Linked DNA regions of Callithrix jacchus: region 1 is linked to region 2. The links are chromatin contacts, called in public Hi-C maps. All regions are on one chromosome and are shown on one strand. Each heading gives the region's core, a stretch centred on a gene start, on an enhancer-like site or on the middle of the called end of the contact. The rest is flanking DNA. Distances are from core to core; before and after follow the strand shown.

Evidence for each region. A called contact is a pair of places that touch in the nucleus more often than the background predicts.
Region 1: a contact with region 2 is called in a Hi-C map of skeletal muscle, with 10 times the contacts expected there. The contact joins two enhancer-like sites. A contact is called at or near these places in 3 of 3 Hi-C or Micro-C datasets (induced pluripotent stem cells and skeletal muscle).

The regions. Positions count from the first base shown.
Region 1 is chr12:56,321,186-56,323,885 of calJac240_pri, reverse strand. No RefSeq gene overlaps it. Among named protein-coding and RNA genes, the nearest start is that of CAMK2G, 14 kb to the left of the region's middle. Within about 2 kb of position 1,330, at least 9 of the 16 cell types and tissues checked have an H3K27ac peak or open chromatin away from gene starts, as enhancers often do. A contact at or near this core is called in skeletal muscle, where this site is marked.
Region 2 is chr12:56,269,875-56,272,574 of calJac240_pri, reverse strand. No RefSeq gene overlaps it. Among named protein-coding and RNA genes, the nearest start is that of PLAU, 27 kb to the left of the region's middle. Within about 2 kb of position 1,309, at least 1 of the 16 cell types and tissues checked has an H3K27ac peak or open chromatin away from gene starts, as enhancers often do. A contact at or near this core is called in skeletal muscle, where this site is marked.

The DNA of each region.
Region 1 (2,700 bases), core at 81-2,580, 51 kb before region 2:
GGAGGCAGAAGCTGCAGTGAGCTGAGATTGCACCACTGCACTCCAGCCTGGGCAACAGAGCCAGACTCTGTTTCAAAGAACAACAACAAACAAAAAAATAAATAAATAAATTTCTTATGTTGAACATAGATTGCTTTAATAACAATAACAATAATGCCATATTTTTTCCCTACCATCTCCTTTTAATCATCACAACGCTACAGGGTAAGTTTTAGTATTCTCATTTTATAGATGAGAAAACTGAGGCAGAGAGATTGCACTGATTCTCTGAACTCACCCCTTAAAATGGTTGGCACCTAAATATGGGCTTGCTGTTTGCGTTCTTAAAACTTTGGTTTTGACTTCTCATTTAGATCATAGGTTTCTTAAAGACAGAGCCCTTGTCTTCTGCTTGTATCTCCTTGTCTTCCCTCCTCATAGCTTGTGGCCAAGCACTAAGTACGGTAGTGAGTGCTTTTGAATGGGTTTGTCCGTTGGATGGATCCTGTTGTCCTAGTATGGGCCACTTATGTTGCTGGTGGTGCCATCTTGAATGCTTTCCACTTTGGGCCCAAGGATGGAGAACCTGGAGACAGAGCGAGCCACAGAGGTGAGGAGGCTGGGCCTCCACCCCAAACGGGCAGTGATTCTGCTTGTCCACTAGAGGCCGCCTTAAACCCAGTTTTAAAGAGCCAGAGCACTACCAGATTACTCAGCCCACCCCACCCCAGGAGTCATTTTCAACGCCAAGTCTGTCTAAGAACCCAAGGCCCCACAGTCCATTGGTGCTTGCAGCTTTGGTTTCTTCCAACAGATCACTACATCTTGGAGATGGAATGAGCTCCGGAATAAAAGTTGCTGATGCCAGCTAGATAACAGGAGTGTTTTGGCAGGCTCCAGGTGCCCCTCAATGAGCCAAATCAACAAATGTATATGGGGCACCCAACTGAGCACCTTCTGTGTATTATGGAGCATGCTCTACTCTGGGACTAGCTTGGTGAACAAGACCTCCCTTCTTACCCTCCCAGCTCTTATGATCTAATGAGGTACACAAACCTAAAATCAATGCATTATGTGATAAACTGCTGACATGATTTCTGTTCCAGGGTTAGTTCTCTCTACGTCTCATTTCACTGTGAATTATCCCATGGGACAAGGGACTTGCTTTAGGGCAAGGAAGTCAGGCCAGAATCAGAGAAAGGAAAATGGCCCACATTTGGAGAATCACTGCAGAACCCCTCCTTTCTGGAGGTAGAAGGATCTCCAGTGTCTTCTGGTGGACCTGAAGGCATCTGGTGTTGGAGTGGGTGCTGGGGAAAAGGAAGTACAGGCCACCTGGACACAGCCTGCCTGCTCTTCGTTCTCCAGGTGGCCTGGGAGCTTTGCTTGGGAAGGGAAGCAGATTCCCCAGACTTTGGGTTGTGACCCTCCTGCTTGCTTTCTCACTGATTTCTCTTTGCCTTTTTTTTCTTTCTTGCTTCCTTTTTCTCAGATTATCTCAGTCAACATGTTTGTCAGATGAATGTGATATTTAGGGCACTCCTTTTCACCCGGAAGCCTGAGGTCAAGGAAGTCACGACAGAGTTGGGGAGATAAGATACAGAGGGATAGAGACAGACTCCCACACAGTGCAGCATTTTTGTAAGTGCAAGTTGTGGCCGCCCATGGCCATTGCTAGGGATAGATCCCTGGGGTCTGAGGGGGTCTAGGAATGCTTCCTTCCTGGAGGAGCTCAGTCTTCCCAGTGGTGGGTTGCTATGTGTAGGTGTTTTCAGAAAAGACAGAGAAGGGTGAAACATGCCCCCCGCCGACGCAGTTGTTCATTCCAGTGTGCCTGGACAAGGGTCTCAGAGGCCCCAGCGCTCCACATTCCTGAGAAGCAGCTTCTGAGTCAGAGCCCCAGAAACAGCTGAGGCGGCTTCAGGCTGGAGTCTTGGCTCTGTTTTCCTCCATTCTGTCCAAATGCAACTCCCTCCGTAGCTATTTGGATGTGACCAGAAACCCAAGCAGGGCCCTGGGGTGGGAGCCTGGCTCAGCCAAAGTCTCTAAAATGGATTTGTTCCCTGCATTCCCTCCAGGGCTGCAGCCATCAGGTAAAGGTGGGTGCCCAGTGACACTTGTGCCAGAAAACCCAAGGGGCACAGGAGACTCACCCTGTGCTTTCAAGTTGCAGCCCCCAATGCAGCTATTGTTGGATTGCCTCTGGGAAGGGGGTCGTAATTAGGATTTGGCTTAAGTTAAGACAGCAGCATTCCCTGGGCAATCTGCCAGCGCCTCCTCACTGCCTGGGCGTGGGGCCCAGGACATGCCAGGGCAATGCCAGGGAGCTGACTCAGGGGGCAGCATGAAGGGAACAGAAAAACCCTTCCCACCCACCAGCCAAGAGAGGAGATGAAGCTGCCTGGGGGCCTGCTGTGATGTCCCTGCACACCCAGATCACCAGCAGACTCTGCGTATGGGGCCACTCCTCAGGCCACAAAGCCATGAAGCCCCATATTTCCCAGGGCCATCAGCAGAAAGCCAGGGCTCCCCCTTCATTCTCTGAGTTCCCTTCTTCCTACAGTGACCTCTAGTTGTGCAGGTCTAGGTTCCCCAAACCCCCTTCTACAATTAGTGCAGGTCCTGCCATTGCCACTTTCTTGACTGTGACCTTGGGCAAGTCACTTACTTGGATGAGATTTAGATTCCTTATATTTAAGGTGGGGTGAATAATATCTGCGT
Region 2 (2,700 bases), core at 60-2,559:
GTGGGGCATCACCACTCACTGCAGCCTGGACCTGCTGGGTTCAAGGGATCCTCAGCCTTCCAAGCAGCTGAGACTACAGGCATGGACCACCACACCCAGCTCATATTTGTATTTTTTTGTGGAGATGGTGTCTCATTTTGTTGCCCAGGTTGGTCACAAACTCCCGAGCTCAAGTGATCCTCCTGCTTCAGCCTCCCTAAATGCTGGGGTTTCAGGTGTGAGCCACCATGACTGGCTTTCTTTTACTCACTTATTTTTTATTTGGAGGTGGGCGATCACAGCTTTGACTTGCTAAGTGTAAACATTTGAGATATACCACACTTCCAGTAACTTTGTTTTGGCACTAAAATTCTATATCTCTATTTATATCTATATCTATATATCTGGAGCTTTAAAAGGGAAGTAGTAAACATTTTAAAAAATAAAATGGGCCAGGCATGGTTGTTCACACCTATAATCCCAACATTTTGGGAGACCAAGGCGGGCAGATCACCTGAGGTCAGGATCAACGCAGTTAAACCTTGTCTACTAAAAATACAAAAAAAATTAGCCGGGAATGGTGGCATGTGCCTGTAATCCCAACTACTCGGGAGGCTAAGGCAGGAGACTCGCTTGAACCCAGGAGCCGAGATCACGCCACTGCAGCTTGGGTGACAGAGACTCCCTCTCTAAATAATAAATAAATAAAATAATAAAACGGGGACCGGGTGCGGTGAGTCACGCCTGTAATCCCAGCACTTTGGGAGGCCAAGGCGGGAAGAGAGCTTGAGCCCAGCAGTTCAAGACCAGCCTGGGCAAAAAAGTGAGACTTCATCTCTACAAAAAATACAAAATAAAAATAAATTAAAATAAAACGGAAAAGAGTCTGGCTCAGTTTTCACCTTTGAGAAGGGTAAGGAGAGCCCCAAGCCGAAGCCTGAGAGCTCCTGTCCCTGCTGGGCACTTAGGAACGAGCGTCAAAGACCAGGCTTGGCCCGTGGGAGCCTTGCTCCTGCAGCCCCCAATGCAGATGGCTTCATCTGCATTGCTCTGGCGGCCCCTGCTGGGCTGGCGGTGAAAAGCGACCCGAGATGGGGCGATGCCCCGAGCTCAGGCTGGGGAAGAAGGGACTGTGTGGGATGTCCTGGTGGGCAGCACGAGGACGTGGGGGTGGAGGGGACTCAAAGAAGACAAGCTCTGTTTACCTCATTCTTGTTTATGCCACGCTGGGGGCTAAGGGATTGTTGTGAAAGTGCTGCTGAGGAAGGGGGCAAACCCAGGTATGAGGTCAAGAGGGCTGAGCCCATGGAGGGAAATGTCAGATTGTTGGGTGGGAATTCATGACCCATTTCTTCTCTTCTGCTTCCCATCTCCATGTGGTGACCATAAAGGGCCTGGCCTCTCTGAGCAGGGCAGCCATCCTCCTCTGTGCAGCTGGTTGGGTCATGAACTCTCAGATTCAGAAAGAGGGAGCAGGATTTCTCGCTGAGACCTCCTGGCCAAAGTTCTCTGACCCGCATTTACTGAAAAACCTTGTTCTGAGGGCATGCAGGAGCCTCAATCAACCATTTAATAAAAATGCTTCCTCGCCATCCTCGTGGTCTTTATCCCTGAGGGGTGGAAGATAGGATTCAGGGCCCCAAACCTTCCCCTGAGCATACTGGTGACCCAGTGGGTCCTAGTGAGTATTTGAGATAAAAATAGCTTATGGGAGCCCGTGGCTTAGTGCAGCTGCCATGGCTAGTGCCTTGACCAAAGCTGGTATCAGGTTATTGGGAAAATAGAGCCTTTTGGGTCTGGCAAAGACTCACTTCAAATAGAGATTTCAGTCGCTGTGAATCAAGCAGTTTATGTCACCACAGCTTGCTGGCGCCCCTTCACCCATTCTCATCCAATATTGCAAATGGAAACTTTAAACTGTGGAAAGAGCAGCTTATTTGTATATGACTACTTTTTTTTTTTTTATTCTTCTTTTGAGACAGGGTCTTCCTCTGTCACCCAGTCTAGAGTGTAGTGGCGCCATCTCGGCTCACTACAATCTCTGCCTCCCGGGCTCAGGTGATCCTCCCACCTCAGTCTTCCGAATAACTGGGATTACAGGTGTGTGTCACCACGCCTGGCTATTATTTGGTATTTTTACCAGAGATGGGGTTTCGCCATGTTGCCCAGGCCTGGTCTTGAACTCCTGGGTTCAAGTGATCTGCCCACCTCAGGTCCCCAAAGTGCTGGGATTTTAGGCTTGAGCCACCACACCCATCCATGGCCATTTCTTTATATATGGTTCTTCATATTTGTGTGTGAAGTTTTGAGTCCTTAGGTCACTAGTGGCCGTTACTTCTCTAGATTTTGTCAGCTTTCTCTTGTTTTATACGTAACCCAGAGCCTATTAATAGGGAACCATGGCCAAGCTAAGCCCTTAGGCTCATGAAGTAGATTCAGAGGTTTCTGAGTCCCACCCACCTCCACTCTCAGGCCCAGCATTGCCCTGGCAGGTTGACTGCACAGACCCTTGCCATGGCTGTGGATTCAACCATCCAGAGGGTGGTCAGTTTTATCAGTGGACCATAAAGAGGAATATCTGATTTGTAGTAATTGAAAAAGCCCATTTCCAGAGCAGTCCATGTCTGGCAATCAGGTTTGCTTCCACTCAGGGAGAAACTAGATTGTTTTGAAATATGAATTTTAGTCTTGCAAATTGAAGAGTAGTGGAAAATGAAAGGT